Regions from separate parts of the Sus scrofa genome. Here region 1 is linked to region 2. Evidence: chromatin contacts called from public Hi-C data. All regions are on one chromosome and are shown on one strand. The core of a region is the stretch at or near the end of the contact, and the rest is flanking DNA. Distances in the headings are between cores, read along the strand shown. Region 1 overlaps XPO6 (exportin-6). Region 2 holds the start of XPO6 (exportin-6).

The links. A called contact is a pair of places that touch in the nucleus more often than the background predicts.
Region 1: a contact with region 2 is called in a Hi-C map of alveolar macrophages, with 1.9 times the contacts expected there. The contact joins the enhancer-like site here to the promoter of XPO6 in region 2. A contact is called at or near these places in 11 of 47 Hi-C or Micro-C datasets (alveolar macrophages, blood, embryonic fibroblasts and 2 more) and 1 of 2 datasets of contacts at active chromatin or transcription factors (alveolar macrophages).

Annotation. Positions count from the first base shown.
Region 1 is chr3:18,836,373-18,840,819 of Sscrofa11.1, reverse strand. It overlaps XPO6 (exportin-6), which reads right to left. Exons shown (of 24, transcript XM_003124525.6): 9 at 4,020-4,129. Among named protein-coding and RNA genes, the nearest start is that of GSG1L, 66 kb to the left of the region's middle. Within about 2 kb of position 1,324, at least 21 of the 83 cell types and tissues checked have an H3K27ac peak or open chromatin away from gene starts, as enhancers often do. A contact at or near this core is called in alveolar macrophages, where this site is marked.
Region 2 is chr3:18,769,550-18,773,694 of Sscrofa11.1, reverse strand. XPO6 (exportin-6) reads right to left here and starts at 1,637. Exons shown (of 24, transcript XM_003124525.6): 1 at 990-1,637. The coding sequence starts at 992.

The sequences.
Region 1 (4,447 bases), core at 75-2,574, 67 kb before region 2:
CAATAACAAGAAGACATATGGGAAAATCCTCAAATATTTGGGAATTAGTTAATAAAGAAGAAATCTCAAGAGAATTACAAAGTATTTTAGATGAAAAGGAAACTACGACACATTGAAATTTGATAGATAAGGCTAAAGCAGTGCTCAGAGGGAAATTTACAGATTAAATACTTAAAATTACAATGGAAATAAACCTATACACCTGTGTGGCTCAAGCCATAAATGAGATTCCGAAAGCACTCCCAACTTCTTCTGAGAGTTAAAATTATACGTGTGAAGGAGACACATAGCAGGTGCTGAGTAAATCTATGATGAATGAAAGAACAAATGAACAAAAAAATGAATAAACACACAGGCAATAAACAGATAAAATTCCAAGTCAGAGAACTGTAAGGCGCTGAAGCACAATCCTGGATGACTTTCTCAGCTCAATGAAATCTCTGGGAGGCCATTCACTTGGTCTCTCGGGCAGTCAAGAGCATGAATTTCTCTTAGCAGGAGCTAGAAATCTGCCAGAGCCTTCGTATAAACCTAGTTACTACCTTTTATTAGTTGTATCAAAATGCCATGCGTCACAATGGCACTTCCTCTTTATTAAGCGGAAAGACCCAAGCAGAATGAGAGGGCAGCAATTTTTCTCACGCTTAGTCACATTTGTTTACAATCCAATCTCATGTCAACCTGGCAGGTCTGTGGCCAGCCTTTGCCAGTTCTCTCAGGCAAGAGGGTTCACAGGACATGACTCGATAACTTTAGGTTGCTTAACTCACTTCGAGTTTCCTCACCTTCCCGTAAAAATAAGTTTCTGCACAGGTGTCTCCCTTCACACTGACAGGCACAGAGAGAAGGGTGTGCAAGAGAAAGGGGAAGAGAACTAATGCTTACTTACTGAACAGCTACTGTCAGCCAAGGTACTTGAAACACACTGGCTCAGTTAATTTTCTCAACAACTTGTAATGGAGGCACAACCATTCCCCAAGCCAAAGAGGAAAAGAAGACTGAAATTCAGTTCTTCCCACAGCACTGCTTCAAAAATGGCAAACCTGGACAAGGAACCCTATTAGCAATTTTGCCCCGCTCAGTATGTTACAGAACATTTATTCCCTTAACCCTGGGACTGGAGTTCTCTAAGTGCCCAGTAGCTCTGATCAAGAAACTCTTGAACGTCCTTACTGAGCAAGGAATATGCAGAGCTCCAATTTCCAAGCTCCTAGGACCAAAAAGAAATCCACAAACATTTGGGCTTCTCAACTCATAGCCTACAATCCCTACCACTTTGTTGTGATGAATGATGCAAAACCCTTAAACTACAAGGGACAGGAACTGAATGCTGCCTCTGTGACTTAACCACACCTACGTTTCCCATTTAAGACACCAAGAAAACATTCTTGACGACTTCCTGCAAGATCAGTTGCTTCTGAAATTCTGGCTCAAGCCACAAAAGCCCCTTCCAATTTCTTTCAGATATATTTTATCAGCTGAAAAACAGTTGATTGCACTTACAGGCTCTTTGTTGAAATGAATGAATGTGGTAATTATCAGAAGCCAGTCCTCTTTATCAGCTGCATCTATGAAACAGTGCATCTCTAGTATGCTGGGATCTCTAATTTAACCTAGAAAAGTGGTTGCCAAACTTTCAAAACTGTCATGTAAAAATCTTTGGGTACACACTTGTATAAATACAGAGCATAAGAGGTGACAGGAAAACATCAAAGTTCAAAGATTTTCTGTGCACACAGCAACAAACTACCTTACACACCCTTCTTCGTAGTCTCTACCTTAGACCACTGGCGGGGGGGTCTGACTGAGAAGCAGTTCCCCAGATGATGGTTACCATTTAACGGCACAAACCACACACCAGCTTTGAAGGTTCAGGGTTTGTGCGTGTGTGTTTTTTTTTTTTTTAAGGCATAAAAGTATTATACGTGTATTTTTTTTTTAAGTCATGAAAAATTAGAAAGCCTCGTTTAGGATAAAAATCAAATGATCAAAGAGAAAAATCCCGAGTGTTTAAGGCGGTTAGCCAGACCCACTGACAACTATACTAACAGATGACAGATGCCTGGGCAGGCAGATCAAGATCACAGACTGAAGGCCTTTGCTGTCCAGAGACCCTGTCACTTAGTAACATGGTCACCGTCTCAGTCAAATGGCAGCAACATCTTCTATTACTTATTATTACTGTTGTGACCATTTATTGAGGATGTAATACGTGACAGACACTGTAGCAAGTATTTTATACACACAATTTCCTTGAATCCTAGCCATTCTGCTCGTTTTGCAAGAGGAAATGTGATCAGCATACAATCTGACCAAAAGTAACAGTGCTACCATGAAGCAGCAGAAATTTAAACTCTGCACCACTGCCCCTCCTATTGGTGCAATAATCTGCACAAGTGTGTATTTCCTCAATCAAACCATAGTCTCCACACCTAAAGCACATGTGTACTGTGCTTTAAAAAGCATTTTCATATCATTTCCTCAGTTTATTCTTCCAACAAGCCTAAGAAATGTGGGAAAAAAAATCTACCGCTTAAATACAGCAAACTTAGGCACAGTCCCAGAACCAAAGGATGCGACTGCTCGGTATATAAGAAAGAGAACTTGGCGGAAGTGCCTTTTCTTTGAAGAATCTCATTCAAAAGCACAATTACTCAGAACTGGCAAATTCACCAAATTCACTATTGTGTAAGAAGGTTTCTGCTACACAAATAAACTACCCATAACCACATATGATCTGACACCATAACAACTTGGAAGCTATTGTGCAATCACGAAAATAGTTTTGGGAACAAAAGTGCATATGCTTAAACTTGGAATACAAACACTCCATTTAGAATTTTTAAAACTCATAGGACCTCAGCAATGGGAAGGGTTCCAGAGGTTCAGTCCAACTCTTCCCAGACAGGGGTGGTGGGGGTCTCCTCGCCACCTCCATTTAGTAGGTTTCTGGCGGAGGCGTGTTCACTATCACCACCATCAACCACTGATACTATGTACTGAGCATCTGCAACATGCCGAACATTCTAGATAGATTAGATGTCTACACGTAGCTTTAGATAATTAGATGCATAATGACCGCAGTGTACAGGAAGCATCTTTCTGTGCAAAACGAGAAAAATGAGCTTGAGAAACATGTGGGGGAGAAGAACATTTCCCCATTTTCTGTTTTTTAAAATAGCGTAAGAACAAAACTAATTATCTCTGGATTGTGGGATGATGGATCATTTGTCTTCTTTATATTTTTCCACCTTTGCTGGTTTTAAAATGCTTTATTTTCCTTACAAGTATTTACTATTTTATTTAGGAAATTTTCAAGCACATACAAAGGAGTAAGACAATAATGAACTCCAAGTTCCTATCAACTAAGTTCAAGATCGATGATCAACATACGGGCAACCCACTTTCCCCAGGGAATTATTTTAAAGCAAATCTCAGGCGTCGTATCATTTCATCCAATAAATACTTGTATCTCTAAAATAAGGGCCATGGGGGTGGGGGGGGGCACAAAAGCATCATCGTATCTAAAAAATTAACACACATATTACTTCTTTAATCAGAAAAAAAATTATTTTTATTTTTATTTTTTTATTTTTATCTTTTTGCCTCTTCTAGGGCTGCTTCCTCAGCATATGGAGGTTCCCAGGCTAGGGGTCTGATCGGAGCTGCAGCCCTGGCCTACGCCACCACCACAGCAACACGGGATCCGAGCCGCATCTGTGACCTACACCACAGCTCACGGCAACACCGGATCCTTAACCCACTGAGTAAGGCCAGGGATTGAACCTACAACCTCATGGTTCCTAGTCAGATTCACTAACCACTGAGCCACGACGGGAATGCCAAAAAAAAATTTTTTTAAATGAGATATTTAAGGGGAAAAAAGATGAAATGCTCAATGGCATTACTACCTATACAGCTTATGTGATTCAGTTTCACTAGAGGTCTGACTGTATGGTTGCCTCTGACAAAAATGACAAAAATGTCTATTTCTAGTTATTAATGTTTCTGCGGTTTACCTGTTGAGAACTGCTTCCTTGTCTCCCAGACGACTTTTAATTTTACTTGTCAGATAGTCCAAAAAGAGCGTCCAGATATCCAAACAAGAGAAGTAACCTTCATGAGTAGGCTATGGTGCAAAAGAAATCCAGACAATGAAATTACTTAATGCAACTACTCCTCAGAAACACACCCACCAGCTTTTACTTCCACCAGAATGTTACAACCTTAAGCCTAGGTTCCCTCGGGTTCTGCGTAACCACAATTGGTGTCTTTTATTTGGTCTTCACAACTGGGCCCTACAGAACCTAACAAGACAGGGGTGTCCATGGAACACATCATTAAGGAGATACTATGCTGGACAAACCAATTTACAAAATAAACCGAGCAAACTTGTAAAAATCTGAGTCGGTGATGCAGAGAGCTCTTACAGATCATCCCAATTCAA
Region 2 (4,145 bases), core at 388-2,887:
ACCCCTAACATGACAGGGGTAACATGGGCAGTCTTAAGAACATCTCTGTAACTGGAGGTGCTCAAACACAGGGGAAGCGATCCACCACTTCCTATGGGCTTACTATGTACCAGAAACTGGGCCAGGTAAAAGTTCAATTTCATCTTTGAACTGAGTCTACTGCAGTAGACAGATAAGATTCAGAAACAATTACGGTAACAATAAGACAAGTGCTTAAAAATAAATATGACTACACAAATCTGAGGGAGTACAGAGAGCGCCTATGGGTCTGGAAAATGGGGGATGTTATCTCTTCAGAAGAAAGTAGCTTCTGAACTAGATCTGGAAGGATGAAGAGTTCTCCAGGCACTACCAGGCCAAAGGCCAGAGCAAGCTGCAGAAAGAAAAGCTGACTGGGTGTCAAAAGAATAGGGCAGTTCCTGACTTTGCTGAGATCTAGGTTAAGTGACCTCTGCAAACCACAAACCCTCACAGCTGTTCCATATATAAACCTACAGCAAGATCCCCTCCAGCCTGTGAAGGGGATCAGGAGCTCTGAAATCAGACTAAGGTGAAATATTGCCACTGTCACTTAAGAGTGACCTTGAACTGAGTACTTAGTTGCTCTGTGCCTCAGTCTCCCCACTTCAGAACACAGGGCCGCTGAGCTTGTTAAATACTTGTCAATTACTTAGCACAGCACCTGACGCACAGTAAGCCCTCAATAAATAAATGATAGCTACTGTCGCGAAGAGCTACAATATAAGAGAGGCAAACACCAGATGCAAGGGTTGTGCCTGCTCCGCGTCCAGGTTCCTCCCCGTCCTGAGCCATCCCTGGGGGGATGGGAGCTCACAGCCCTGCTGCAAACCCTGCACGCATGTGTCACTGCCGGGCTCGGCACGCGCCTCTCCCCGCCCCAGGGAGAAGCGATGGCTCAGCAGTCCCGAGCCCGCTCCCACCGCTCAGGCCCCGCACCCAGGGAGGGAAGGGGCTCAGATCCCACTTACCATGCTGGCCGGGGGAGGGGGCGGCTCAGGTGAGCTGGCTCTCGGGCTTCGGACACGTCCCGCTCGCACAGTTCAGGTCATGGTCCCGGCAGGCTCGGGAAGTCCCCCACCCATGCAAAGACAACCTCTACCCCACCCGGGCCCCGAAGGGACCCTCTAAAAAGAGTGCGGCCCCCCGGCCCGCCTCATCGGGGACCCCTGGAACAATTCATCCAGACCCACCCGCCCCTCCCCAAGGAAAGTGAAAAAAGCAGGAAATGGGGCTCGGAGGCCGACAAGAAGAGCAGCGGCTCGGGGCCCCCCCGCCTGGGCCCGACCCCCGAGGGGAGGCTCCGGGCCCAGGCAGGGGCTCCCCGGCCTCCGCGTTCAGAAGCGGCGGTGGGCCCGGCCCCGAGGCTGAAGGGGCGGAGGCTGAAGGGGCCTCGGCGGCGCAGCCCGGGCGGCCGGCTCAAGGGAAAGGCCCGGGGGCCAGCGCTATCCTTGACGCCTCAGCCCACACGGCCGCCACTGCCCCCGACCCCCGGAGCATCCCTGCGCGCGCGCCCTCCCCGGAGCTACCCTCTCGCGCCGCGCGGCAGCCCGCGACCAACAGCCCCAACGCGCCGGAAGTGGCGAGCGCCCGGCGCGGCCCCACGGCGCGGCCGCCGGGCTGCGGCGCTGGAACCGGACCAATCCGGAATCGAGCGGGCGGGGGGTGGGGGCGCGGGGCGGGGCCGCACCTGACGGCTCCCTCTGGCCCCGCCCCCGCCCGGCCCCGCCCCGCGCCCGCCGCTCTCAGCCTGTCCACGTGGGCCGGTGGCCATGTTGGTAAAGGGTGCCGGGCTGGCCATCTTAGTAAAGGGGCGGTTTCTCTTTCGTTTCCTGGGCTCATTCATTCTGCAAATCAGGAGACGCCTTCTGCGTGCCCCGCACAGGGCTGGAAGTCAGTGACACGCAGCCTCTGCCTTCGCGGAGCTTACAGTCCTGCTGAGGACCATGTGCTGCAGTGCGTGCTAGGGCTAGTGCACTACACAAGACTGTTGTGGTCGCTGCCTTTGAGGAGGCAGGTGAGGAGCAAGGAGAAAGCAAGTGAATAAAGGAATTGTAAGAAACGAGGAGTCCTGTGTTAGGAACACAACAAACACGTGGGGGCCGGAGATAGAAAATGGAAGGGAGGGCTGGAAATGTAAACTGAGGCCTGAAGGATAAAGTCAGTGATCACAGTCAAAGGAACAGCAGCTGCAGAGATTCTGAGAGGAAAAAGGTGTGAGTTCCTGTTCCCGTCTCAAACCCACTTGACTTGTAAAAGTGCTGGGTATTTGGGGGGTTTTTTTTGGGGGGGGTCGTTTTAGGGCCACACCCGCAGCATATGCAGGTTCCCAGGCTTGGGGTCTAATCAGAGCTGTAGCTGCCAGCCACAGCCATGCCACATCCCAGCAGCATCTGCCACCTACACCACAGCTCACGGCAACACCAGATCCTTTAACTCACTGAGTGAGGCCAGGGATCAAACCTCCGTCCTCACAGATGCTGGTCAGATTCGTTTCCACTGAACTGTGATGGAACTCCTGAAAGTGCTGATTTTAAGAAACAGCAGGAAACCATCCCAAGGAACAGGTGCTGCTAGGATATACCTACGCAGAGACTGGAGCAAGTCTGTAGAGTGGCTTTCAAACCCCAGCACGAAGCAGAATCACCTGGTGGGAGGGAGGAGGGCTGTTAACACACTAATTGCCAGTACCCACTCCCAGAGTTTCTAATTAGTAGGTCTGGGGTACTAATTTACATTTCTAACAAGTTCCCAGGTGATGCTAATGCTGCAGCTCCAGGAATCACCCCTGGAGAACTGCTGTTATCACTCATGGCCACAGAAAGCAACAGCTTTCACTTATTCTTTCATCAAATATTTACTGTTCCCTCCTAAGCGACAACCATTGTTGGAAGGATTCAGTGCTGAGCAAAACAGACACATTTGGGCCCTTAATAAAATAGACAAATTATTTTCAAAGTATGACAAAATAAGTAATCACTTATAATTGTGATAAGAGCATCAAAGAAAAATACAAGCCAGCGTTCCCGCTGAGGCGCAAGTGGATCAGTGGTGTCTTGGGAGTGCTGGGACTCAGGTTCAATCCCTGGCCACGCACAATAGGTTAGTCATCCAGCATTGCTGCAGCTTCGATGTAGATCGCGGTTGCTGCTCGGCTATCTGGCCTGGAAACTCCATATGCCGTGGGGCTGCCAAAAAAAAAAAAAAAAAGAAACATACAAACCAAGAGATCTAAGGTAATCTTGGGGGTTGGGATGGAGAGGGGGTCAGGAAGTGACATTTATTTAAGCTCCTGCCTGAGAGACGTGCTGTAGTTTGCTAGGCAAAGAGAGGGGGGCATAGCAAAGAAGCCATCTCAGAAGATGAAGAGGAAGTCTCAGCGGAAATAAATCTTATTAGCATACCTAGGGATGCAGGTTCGATCCCTGGCCTTGGTCAGTGGGTTAAGGATCCAACATTGCCATGAGCTATGGTGTAAGTCGCAGATGGGGCTTGGGTCCCGGGTTGCTGTGGCTGTGGTATTGGCCAGCAGCTACAGCTCTGATTCACCCCCTAGCCTGGGAACTTCTATATGCTGCGGGTGTGGCCCTAAAAAGACAAAAGACCAAAAAAAAGAAGATAAACAGGTGATTCAGGATAGAGGCCAAGCAATTTAGAGTTCCCGTCATGGCTCAGCAGGTTAAGAACCCAACTAGTATCCATGAGGACGAGAGTTCAATCCCTGGCCTTGCTCAGTGGGGTTAAGGATCTGGAATTGCCTCACGCTGGGGTGTAGTTTGCAGTCATGGCTGGCAACTGATGTTGCTGTGGCTGTTGCAAGCTCCAATTCAACCCCTTGCCTGGGAACTTCCACATGCCACAGCTACAGCCTTTAAAAAAAAAAAAAAAAAAAAGGATTGAGGCCAAGTGACTTCTCCTTTCTTGGCTCAGTTTAGTGAGATGAACAAAGGCTTTGGGATGAGACAGATCTGGAGTGGGAAACCCAGCTCTTACTACTAGCTGACATTTATTGAGCAAGGAACTATCAAAGGCTTAATTTCCTCACTGCGGAATTGGATGAAATAGCAGAAAGTCAACTCACCCTCATTTACAGGTATGCCTTTGGCTCACCTAACTCCCATAACCGG